Regions from separate parts of the Mus musculus genome. Here region 1 is linked to region 2. Evidence: chromatin contacts called from public promoter capture Hi-C data. All regions are on one chromosome and are shown on one strand. The core of a region is the stretch at or near the end of the contact, and the rest is flanking DNA. Distances in the headings are between cores, read along the strand shown.

Region 1 (5,487 bases), core at 1,196-3,695, 160 kb before region 2:
TATGTGTGTGAATGTATCTGTGACATGTGTATGGTGTGTGTGTGTATGTATGTATGTATATATGTGTGTGTGTGGTGTGTGTGTGTATGTACGTGTATATGTGTATGGTGTGTATGTATGTGTATGGTGGTGTGTGTATGTATGTATGGTGTGTGTGTGTATGTATGTGTGGTATGTATATGTGTGTGGTGTTTGTGGGTATATATATGTGTATGGTGTGTGGTGTGGTGTAGCGTGTGTGTGTGTGTGTGTGGTGTTTATGTGTGTGTATGTATGTATAGCATGTGTATGGTGTGTGTGTGTGGACTTGTGCCATGATGCATGTGTTGAGGTCGTCGGACTGCTTGTGGGTGCCCATTGTTCCCTTGTGAGTCCTGGGATGAGCTTAGGCGGTCAGGTCTGTGCAGCGAGCAGTGCTAGGCTGTCTCAGCAGAGAGATGTCTGCAGAGTCCTTGGACCCAGTTGTGCTAAACACTGATTTACTCGGGGATTTCCCTAAAGAAAAAATACCTCACTCTGTTTATTTACCTGGTTGGTCGGTAGTCTGTTACTACCTAAACTCACTGACCAACAGGAGCCTCCAACCCCACCTACCTGGGGTCCTGAGCAGGGAGGGAGAAAAGGGGAACCCACAAAGTAGCCAAAAGCCCTGCTACAGTTCTCTTTTTGAAAAACTGTAGCTTAGTCTGTGGGAGTCTTATGCAAACAAATCAGTTTCATGACTTTATGGCCGGTGTATCTGGAGACACAAGGAAATCCTGAGCAGAGTCCCTCAGGCATCCCGCGGGAATTCACTTCACACATTGCGGAATTCACTTCACACACCGTTACTTACACCTTGCTAATAACAATCAAGGAGTGGGCTGTGGCTCCGTGGCAAAACATATGTTTACTATGCCCAAGACCCTGGGTTCAAGACCCACCGTGTAAAAAGAAAAACAAAATAAAAACCAAAAAAATAGCTGGGTGTGGTGGCACATGCCTTTAATCCCAGCACTGGGGAGGCAGAGGCAGGTGGATTTCTGAGTTCGAGGCCAGCCTGGTCTACAGAGTGAGTTCCAGGACATCCAGGGCTACACAGAGAAACCCTGTCTCAAAAAGCAAAACAAAACAAACCAGAAAAAAAAACAAAAAAATGTGGTGATGCTGCTGATGGTGGTGATGATGATGGTGATGATAGTGGTGGTGATGATGATGGTGGTGGGGTAATGGTAATAATTTTGTGGAGAAGTAATAAGGAAGACACCAGACATCAACCTCTAGCCCCCCCACACACACACCTCACTTATCAACCAAAGCGCAGTATTGACTATATTAATGCATGCTGACCATACAGAAGTCTATAGATGAGCTGCTTTTATTCAGGCAGGGGGAGGGGCACGTGTGGCAAAATCCTCATGGACACTGAAGCCACAGACACCACTCTGCCCTCTCGTCCGTTTTGCTGACCCCGCGCGGCACTAAGGGAGCAAACCCCAGAGGAGAATGATCTTAAGAACAGCCTGGGACTCCAGGAGTCGGTCTGTACCCAAGATGGTCCCTAAGTCACCCCTAGAACAGGACCACGGGCAATGTATGCAGTATGTTATGTAGGTATGTGTAGTACAGCAGGCCACCTGCTCATGAGGAGGAGCGGCCTCCTACGGAGATGGTGCTAGACAGATCCCAAACATCAGCATGCTATTTGACAATGGTGCTCGTTTTCAATCTTATTGTGAGCCAGGCTGTAGTAGCACCCACCTTCAATCCTAGCACTGGGGATGCAGAGAGAGGCCAGCCTGCTCTACAGAGCAAAGTCCAGGACAGCCAGGGCTATACAGAGAGACCCTGTCTGGAAAAACGGGGGAAAAAAAAACTTATAACTTGTGGCCTGATGTGGATTGCACCTGTCCTGGCACTCGGGAGGCAGAGGCGGGTGGGTCTCCGTAAGTCTGAGGTTAGCTGGGTCTATACAGTGAATTCCCAGCAAGGTAGGACGGTGTAGTTAGAGACTTGGTCACAAACTAAATTAAGCTCAAGAACTGTTTATTTCCGGGATTTTCCGTCTGATATCGTTGGATGACGGTTGGCTACTAGGAGCTGTGACTACAGAAAACAGACCAAGCTGAAGAGCCTGGGTTGTACTAGAAAATGAAGCAAGTCACTTTGCCCCTCCTAAGAATCACGTGTCGGATGGATGAATGAATTATGCTACACCTATAAATAGCTGTGAATGAATGATTAAGAGACTACGGGGCAGAGCGTTCAAGGTGACCCCACCTAGAAGGCCAATAACTTTCCCCGGAAACCAGGGCCACGCGCCAAGGTTTTAAATCTTCCCAGAACGGGTCCCTTATCTGATGCCTTTTCCTCCCCAGGGACCTTGGGGAATGACTCATGGGGCTTTTGCTGAACAGCAGGTCAGATATGACCAGAAGGTTCGCTCCTGCTACCAAAGTCGACGTGCTCTGGAGACGTTAGTAGACAGCGGCTGCCCACTGGTTCCTGCTGGCTGGTGGCCTGTGGTTGCCATGACCTAATGTATGATATCATTTCTTTTGCTAAATTTGTATGGAGTTAGCTGGTCTTCTAGTTCCTTCGGGTGCTAGGCGACTTTATATTTTAGACAGGGTCTTACTGTGTAGCTCTGGCTGACAGGAACTCGCTGTGTATTGCAGGCTGGCCTTGAACTTTCAGCCTTCTGAGTGCTAGCATTAAAGCATCTTCATTTTCTTCTCCCTCCTGCCTTCTTTCATCCCCCCCCCCACCCCCGCTAACATGGTCGTTTCCCCCTCCTGCCGTCTTTCATTCCCCGCCCCCCTTGCTAACATGATCGTTTCCATCTATAAACATCTTGGGGGAGATGACAGTGAGTTTAGGATGTTGGCTAGAACACAGAGGTCCACCGGCCTGTAGCTAGAGAAGAGGCTGTGCTGAGATGAAGAAGAGATAGCAGCTCTTGGTGGCTCTTGTCGTAGACTACGTACCCAGAATTCAACTTCCCTTCTGAGGTGAGGGCTAAGAGCCATCTGTTTTCTTCTGTCCCCGGGCCTGTCTCCCCTACTTGCTCATGAAGCTGTGGGTTTTTCAGTCTCTGAATTGGGGAGTGATTCTGCCTCACCTTTAGCTTCTTCTGTTGTTTTGGAAACTCCTAGCAGCCAGGAGAGGGAGGACGGTGTGAAGTGATCCCTAGACAGACACACGGCCTTCTACTTTCTCAGCTCCCGGGTCTTTGGGAAGAATGAGAAGTCCTCCTTCCCCAGGTTTGAGGAGAGGGAGGCTGTGCTCTGGAAGGAGAGAGCAGCCCTTTATTTTGCTCCCCCTCCCCTACTCTTAGGTAGAATTCACAGCCATCCTTGCTGCCACTTTAAACTTAAATGTTAATGGACAGGGGGTTGGAAGGGCATGCTTCAAAAGTTAGAGTCTCAGCACCAGCCTGATGGCTCACACAGCCATAAGCTTTGGGGACAGGACTTAGGCCTATCTATCTATCTATCTATCTATCTATCTATCTATCTATCTATCTTTGCTCCTGCGTGCATGTGGCATGTGCATGCATATGTGCACGTGGCGTGTGTGTACATCTGTGTGGGTGCATGCTTGTTTGTGTAAGTGCATCTGACCACTTCTGAGCACGGCCAGAGGAGGAAATGGGGTGTCCTGCACTGTCACTCTTTCGAAACAGTCTCTCACTGAACCTGGGCCTAGGCTGGCAGCCACTAAGTCCCCAGAATCCCCCTGTCTCTGCTCTGCCCAGAACTGAGGTCATGGCCATTGCCAGCTTTTGAATTGTGTGCTGGGAATTTGAACTCAGGTATACGCGCTTGCACAGCCAGGGTCTTCCCCACTGAGCTGGCTCCCTAGCTTCCACTCCCTCCCCTTCTCCCTTTCTGTCTCTTTTCTTTCCGTAGAGATAAGGTCTTGTTACGTAGCCCAGGCTAGCCTGAATGCTAGCTCTCCCTGTGCCTTCCTCCTAAGTGCCAGATGACAGGTATGCTTCACAACACAGGCTATGGGCATTTGTTTTATAAATCTGCTTCCCCAGAGTTGAAAACTCAGATAAAGTAGATGAGGTAGAAGCTATCTTTGGGCAACAGAGTGCAAATGCGCTACCCTGCCCAATTTAGGAGGTATTATTGTTTTTAAGGAAAAATAATGTCCCTTACATCTAAAACAAGACACATCTTTTACGGGGCCAGGTATGCACTGGCTTATACAAGGAAGTGTGGGTGCCTCTGGAAAGCCCGTGCATACATGGCATTTTAACCAGGGACTCAGATTAGCCAAGCCTTCTGTCCGTCAACACCAAGCTTCAGAACTAAGCAGCACGATGGAGGCCCCAGGTCAGCGTTCATGGTTGACAGAAGTTCCACATTTTCAAGTGGGAGGATACGGAAACATGTGACAGGACATTGGTGGCTCACTGCTGACGTCCATCTGTGTGTGTGGCAGCTCCCCAAGGGGTCCACTAGCCACCCTCTGAAAATCTTACTTCCAGTCTACCCTAAGTGGCATCAAAACTGACTTGGGGATGTGTGTTCGCACATGTGAGTGTGTGTGCACATGTGTGCATATGTGTGTGTCCCCATGTGTGCATGTGAGTCCATGGGCTGAGTGTGTGTGTGTGTATGTATGTATCTGCTCTCCATCAAAGTTGCTCTCACCCACATCCATCACATACATGTTGCTGCACTGGGATGTAAACCTTGACTTCTGACTTGTCCCTTTTTCTCATAGCTTGAGACAGGTTTATTGCAATCCCTCAAAAAAATTTTTTTTTCTATGTCCTCAGTGGTTGAGGCCTCCGTTTTGTTTTGTTTTGTTTTGTTTTGTTTTGAGACAGAGTTTCTCTGTGTGGCCCTGACTATCCTGGAACTCACTCTGCAAACCATGCTGGCCTCAAACACAGAGATCTGTCTGCCTCTGCCTCTCAACTGCTGGGATTAATGGCATGCGCCACCACCTCTCAACTGGGCATGTAGTGATGCTAACCCAAAGCACACTGGAAGTGTACCTACGGTGACCATGGTGGTGTGCCCAGAGAGCATGCTGGCTTTCCAGTGGGGCAGCCCTTCTAGCTGTGCTCTCTGAAGGCTGGGGAGAAGCTGTTGTCTGCGTTAAACATTAACAATTCATTGAGATTCTGCCACTGTGGGCTTTGTAAGTGACAGAGTATCTGTGGGGACATCCTGTTTCACCTTGGCAGGCACTTCTGGGAGGGAAGGACTGCAGGAGGGAAATTCAGGAGCATGCTACAATCATTTCTGCCCTTATAAAGGGTCATGGCCATTTTCTTCTTTGGCAGACTGTTCAACTTCCCACGGGAGAGAGTTTGTTCCCTCGCCTTACGCTCCAGTGAGCATGCCCCAGCTGCTGAAAGCTCAAGACTCCTGTCTTTCTGTTTCCTGTCTCCTCAAGCTACCTCAGAGATCTTACAGTAACTGTGGGAGCTGCTTGAAGCCTTACCTGATGCCAGCATTTTTGACTCATGGGTCACGGTGGGCTGGC
Region 2 (6,053 bases), core at 528-3,027:
CCCACCCATCCACCCACTTACCCACCCAGTCATCCACTCACTACTAACCCATCACCCATCCATCTACTTATCCACCCACCTACCTACCCATCCACCCACCCATCTACCCATTCACCCACCTATCCATCCATACATTCACCTACCCACCCACACATGCACCCACCCATCAACCCATAGACACACCTACCCACGCACCCACCCATACATCTCCCTACTCACCTACTCTCTCATCCATCACCCATCTATGTCTTCAGGACTGTTCAATCACACCTTGTTCTTGAGTGCTTCCAGCTCCTGGGCCTCCAGTGTTCACGCTTCAGGCTGTTGTTTGGTCTACTTAGCATCTTGTCACCCATGTCCCCAACATTTTAACCTGCAGCCACGTATCTAACAGATCTGTCAATGTGTCCTTCTGTTCCCCACCTGACACTCTCCACCTAACACCTCCCTTCCCTTCCTTCCTTCCTCTTGCCTACCTATTTTCCACCTAGCTACCCAGCCATCTTTCCTTCAGTTTATGTCTTCTTCCTCCATCTTTATCCATGCACCCAACTCATTTACGGTCAGTGCTGGCATTTACCCGTCCACCTCCTCACCCATCCTTCATCTACTCCAGCCGCACTCTCACCTACAGTCTACTGGCATTTACCCAGCAATGTCTGTCCATCTGCTCATCCTTTTCCTTGTGGTACAGGGGATCGAACTCAGGACATCATGCATGCTAGGCAAGGACCACATCATTTTTCACTTTCGTACCCCAGCCCCCTTCTCCCTTCTTATCTGGAGACAGGATATTACTATTTTTACCTGGCTTGGCCTTGAACTCTCTGTAATTCAGTCAGCCCTCGAACCCGGCATCCTTCTGCCTCAGGCTTTCTGTGATTATAGGCCTGGCTACAACCTTTGCTTTTAGAAGGTTTTGACCAGTCTTAGCTCTGATATGTTTCAGCAAGGAGTTTTGGGGCATGTTGTCCATGTCCCAGCCTAAATTTTGCAGTGGTAGATGGGTGAGTGGCAGATCCTAGCTCAAAGGATGGGAGGGGTGAGCCAGTCTGCTGCTGGCCAGTGCCTGTTGTGCCCATGCTTCCTGACAGAATCCTGAATGCAGAGGGCTGCCATTCACCCACTCCTCCAACAGGTGCTGGTGGGGGGCAGATACGTCACTGTTCTCCTGGACCCACACTCTTACGACACAGTGGTGTGGGAGCTGCGTACACGGCTGGACTTCCATCCCTATGCCATCTTCCTCATGGAGAGGATTTTTGATCTGCAGCTTCCAAATTTCAACCCCAGTGAGGAGAAGGCCAGGATGAAGCCGTGAGTGCTGAGATGGGCCTGTGGGCGGGCCTGGGTAGGGGCTTCAACCCCACATCCTGCTGTCCTTGGCCCCTGTCATAGTCATGGTTACTATTGCTGCAATAAAATACCATGACCGAAAGCAAGTTTCGAAGGGAAGTGTTTGTTTGGCCGTATACTTCCACATTGCTCTTCGTCACTGAAGGAAGTCAGGACATGACCTCAAACAGGGCAGAACCCTGGAGGCAGGAGCTGATGCAGAGGCCGTGGAGGGATACTGCTTTCTGGCTTGCTTCCTATGGCTTGCTCAGCCTGCTTTTTCATAGAACCCAGGGCCATCAGCCCAGGGTAGCACCACCCACAATGCGCTGTGTCCTCCCCGATCAATCGCTAATTAAGAAAATTGCCCTACAGGCTTGCTTACAGCTGGATCTTATGGAGACATTTTCTTAGTCACAGTTCCCTCCTCTCCGATGACTTAGCCTGGGTCAAGTTGCTGTATAACTCTCCTGCCCAGCCCTGAGGCCACTGTCTAGGAGAGACGATTAAGAAACCATTGCAACTAGACTCGCTGCCTGGCTCACACCTGCCGATTTGTGTTGCCACACTAGGTTCCACGGGCACTTAGACACTCCAGTAACTCACTGCTGTTGGTGGCTTCGATGGAGCCTTACATGTCGACAGACCACCTCTGACCCTTGGCTCTGAGCAGCTCACCAGGCTTAGGTCAGCATGACGGCGGTCCAGGACCCCCCTCACCCTGGCCCCATGCATCCCAGGTCCACATGGGGAGACTGGGTCAGCAGCCCAGTCTTTGTCCCATGCCTGTCCATCTGGAATTGTATTACCAGCCCTCTGCTGGATTTCACAGAGGAGGCGCTGACTTCATAGTTGTCTAGAAGCCTGTGGGTTCCTTGTCCAAGTCTGCGCACCAGGCAAGGACAGACTGTCTTGGCCAGGAGCTCATGATGTAGGGTGAGGCCATCCAGTATTGGAGCCTCAGCTGTGCCCTTCCCTGCCTATGTTGCCTTGTCCTGACACTGCTCTTTGTATGCGAGTTTCTCCACTATAAAACTGTCCCAGTGGTAACTGTTATTCCTTCGGCGTGCATGCGATCTTTTTTGAGTATATTAAGTGGCAAATACCTATCTTCTGTGGCTGGTCGCAGGACGCTCATGCACAGAGACCTGCAGGCGCTCACAGAAGCCATGTATACCAACCTTCGCACGGTCCTGCTGGGTGACTCCACAGAAGCAGGCAGTGGCTGGCAGGAGACAGGTCTCCTTGAGTTCTCCTACAACGCCCTGCTCAGGTGAGCCCACAATCTTGTCATGGCTGAGGGAACTGGGGGCTACCCTGTGGGTGGGGACACTGTGGGAGATGCTCAAAGGAGGGAGGTGGTTCAGGTGGAACCCCGAATTCACTTCACACAACTTGAGCTATAAACCAGATGTTAACTGTCAAAGGGTGTCGAGTGTCTGAGTGTCCTCCAAAGCGAGAGTCCTTGTCTTAGTCACGGTTTCCATTCCTGCACAAAGCATCATGACCAAGAAGCAAGTTGGGGAGGAAAAGGTTTATTCAGCTTACACTTCCACATTGCTGTTCATCACCAGAGGAAGTCAGGACTGGAACTCAAGCAGGTCAGGAAGCAGGAGCTGATGCAGAGGCCACGGAGGGATGTTACTTACTGACTTGCTTCCCCTGGCTTGCTCAGCCTCCTTTCTTATAGAACCCAAGACTACCAGCTCATGGATGGTACCACCCACAATGGGCCGGGCCCTCCCCTCATTGAGAAAATGCCTTACAGCTGAATCTCATGAAGGCATTTCCTCAAAGGAGGCTCCTTTCTCTGTGATAACTCCAGCTTGTGTCATGTTGACACACAAAACCAGCCAGCACAGTCCTCTAGCTGAGCATCACAGCATCTGTGCTGTGGCTTAGACTCTGGCTAGCAGTGCTGCTTGGGAGACTCACCAGGGAGCTCGACCTGAGGTCGGACCTCATAACTGTAGTAAAAACAGTGCAGCAAAGTGCAGCTTCTTCAGCTGTGCAGCGTCTTCAATGGTCCCACAGGAAACAGCAGGGGCCACAGCAGGTGCGTTCCTGATGCCTGAGAAGGCAGAGACCCAGAAATGGGGCATCTGGGGGCTTTCAGCCACAGGGCTATGGGGCGCCGGCTGTGCCAAGACTTTAGTGAGGAAACATCACGGGCAAGGCCCTGGTGTGGGAAGAAGCCAGGGTGGCGAGAGCAAAGCTGGGAAGTGGCAGAGGAGAGAGCAGGTAGAGATGTCTGCAGAAGTCGGCCTCTCAGCCCGGAGGAAGGCTTTGGAATGTAGGCTCAGCTGGATGGTGACTTTAGGGACTTACGAAGGGGCCCCAATGCAATCTAGTTTATGTTTCTATGTAGAGGACATCTGTAGGTGAGAACCAGGCAGGGGCACCAACTATCTGTGAGTCGTAGTGATAGCCTGGACCCTAAGAGGGCAAGAATACACGGTTGGCAGGACCTACTGAAGGCTTTTATCAGGTGAGGATGTATAGGGTCTACGGAAGGGAGGTAGGGGGCCTTAGGAAAGGGCTGGTTGTCACCAGCATAGGCGTCCCGCGGGGCCTGGGCCTGGCCTGAGTTCCTGCCTCTACCTTTGTGCTGGGACACTGCAGTTACCTGAACTAGGAAAGTATGTAACATTCAGAAAGGCAGATAGGAGGTGACAGTCCATATGACCCAATATGTCCTGTGGTGGCCCTCCCTCAAAGTGGCGTCCTAAGCTCCACTCTGGCCTCCTTGGCTCTCTGGCAACTCACTTCACCCTGAGCAGAGGGCTCCTTTCCAGGGCCCAGGTAGTTGGGTTTCCTCCCGGGAAAGCTTGCTACATAGTCTCTAGGCCACTAACTCCACCTTCTGGGAGCTGTGGGTTTTCTGTCAGCTCCGTTTTAGTTTATGGCACAGAGTGCCACCTACTGGCCACCTGGATCCATGTACGCTGGTAGGGGAGCTGACTATTATAAGTGCGTCCCCACGTCTGCCCAGAGTTAGAAGAGGGGAAGAAAGGAATCTTTCAGGCTGAGGATGAGGTACAGGGAAGGAAGGCTGAGCTTGGCCTCTGAGCCCTAACTGTTCCTAGGGGAAGCGGGTTTCTTGTTAGCCCAGAGGAGAGAGCAGGAGTGAGTCTCCTACCTTGAGGGTTCGTTTCCAGGGGCACAGACACTGGGCTGGGCTGGAGAGGGAAGTGGGGTGCAGGTGGGTTGTGATGGTGGCCTGCATGGCTCTTGGTAGACAGGCTTGTGATGGCTTGTCACCAGAGTCCTCAGGAGTGTGTTCTATTTGTATATCCATCTTTCCAGTCACCCTACCACCCACACACCCCATCCACATCCACCCACTCTCATCCATTCATCTACCCATCCATCCACCCCCCACCCCCTTCACATCTCTGCATCCACCCATTTATCCACCCACCCATCCACACCTCTGCATCCATCCATGTATCTACCCACTCAGCCACTTACTACTGCTCCACAGACTTAGCTACCCACCACCAGTGACCTAACATTCATTGCGGGCCTACTGTGGCATGCACATTGTGGGTGTGGTGCCGGGTGGGGACTGTGCATGCTTCTCTCAGTCTCTCCCCCCTCCTTCCTGTTTCTCCCTCTCCCTGCTTGGAAAACCCTCTCCTGGGAGACCTGTGACTGGGGGAGCTTAGGAAGGTGTAGTGTTCTGCTCCATTCTGTTGCTGTGATAAAACACTCTGACTAAAGACAACTTGGGAAACAAAGGGTTTAGTTCATCTTACATTTTCAGGTCAGAGTCCATCCCCGAAGGAAATAGGCTTGGTAGGAACAAAAGAGGCAGGGTAGGAACTGAAGAAGGGAACCTGAGGCGGGGTAGGAACAAAAGAAAGTCAGGACCTGACTCGTTGCTGTCCCCCACAGCGCCGGCTACCTGACCCTATATGGAGTGGAGGCCTCACCACGCACCCATGAGAGTCAGGCCCAAGATCGTGTCCACTCAGCGGATGTTTTCCATACCTTCCGCCAGCTGGATCTGCTGCTCCCCAAACTGGCTCGAGGCTCCTTGTCAGCGGGTAAGCACCATGAGGTCACTGCAGAAATGGGTGCTTGTTAGTGGCATTTTAATAACTGTGTTACAGTTTTCCTCTTACCCGGCTAGCTCCCAAATAATTGAGATTGGATCGTTATATTTAGTTAACACGCTTTAAAGGCACAACAACTGAGCAGTTACCACTCTGTTTTAGTCTTTTATGCTGATCTGGCTACCTCCCTACCCAAATCCCCAAGATGGCTTTCTATCTCTTTCCTGGGCTGCATCCCCTCCCCTGGTTGGCAAGAAGTCCCGCCCTATTCTCTCCCCTGCTCAGTCATTGGCTATTAAGCTCTCTTTATTGACATATCAGGGAACAATTGGGAAGCTGGTGTTTACATAAGATTGAGACAGGAGATTCTCTGAATAAGGATTGCAACCAGATACAAGGGAGACAGAAATGAGCGTTTGAATCTTCACACAGTGCACAAGAACATTTTGCCCATAGGTGGTGGGTCCTGTGCACAGAAGACTGAATGGTCTTTCCTGTAAGAAGCAACAATAACCAGGCGTGGTAGTGCACACCTTTAGTGTCATCACAGAGGCAGATAGATCTCTGTGAATTTGAGGCCAGTCTGGTTTACATAACCAACTCCAGGGCAGCCAAGACTACATAGTGAGACGCTATCTCAAACAACCAAAAATTAACTAA

The links. Promoter capture Hi-C pulls out the DNA fragments that hold promoters and counts their contacts.
Region 1: a contact with region 2 is called in a promoter capture Hi-C map of trophoblast stem cells, with 3 times the contacts expected there. The contact joins two enhancer-like sites. A contact is called at or near these places in 12 of 39 promoter capture datasets (the 3T3-L1 cell line, 3T3-L1-derived adipocytes, the HPC-7 cell line and 9 more), 4 of 484 Hi-C or Micro-C datasets (the G1E-ER4 cell line, Th1 cells, cortical neurons and 1 more), 3 of 115 datasets of contacts at active chromatin or transcription factors (double positive thymocytes, embryonic hindbrain and embryonic stem cells) and 1 of 9 other capture datasets (embryonic stem cells).

What each region holds. Positions count from the first base shown.
Region 1 is chr2:167,380,704-167,386,190 of GRCm38.p6, reverse strand. No RefSeq gene overlaps it. Among named protein-coding and RNA genes, the nearest start is that of B4galt5, 34 kb to the right of the region's middle. Within about 2 kb of position 2,445, at least 106 of the 459 cell types and tissues checked have an H3K27ac peak or open chromatin away from gene starts, as enhancers often do. A contact at or near this core is called in trophoblast stem cells, where this site is marked.
Region 2 is chr2:167,220,540-167,226,592 of GRCm38.p6, reverse strand. Ptgis (prostaglandin I2 (prostacyclin) synthase) reads left to right here. Exons shown (of 10, transcript NM_008968.4): 3 at 1,139-1,317; 4 at 2,465-2,608; 5 at 5,233-5,384. Gm52569 (a long non-coding RNA gene) reads right to left here and starts at 5,237. Exons shown (of 3, transcript XR_003954099.1): 1 at 5,094-5,237; 2 at 4,475-4,514; 3 at 3,148-3,406. Within about 2 kb of position 1,777, at least 11 of the 459 cell types and tissues checked have an H3K27ac peak or open chromatin away from gene starts, as enhancers often do. A contact at or near this core is called in trophoblast stem cells, where this site is marked.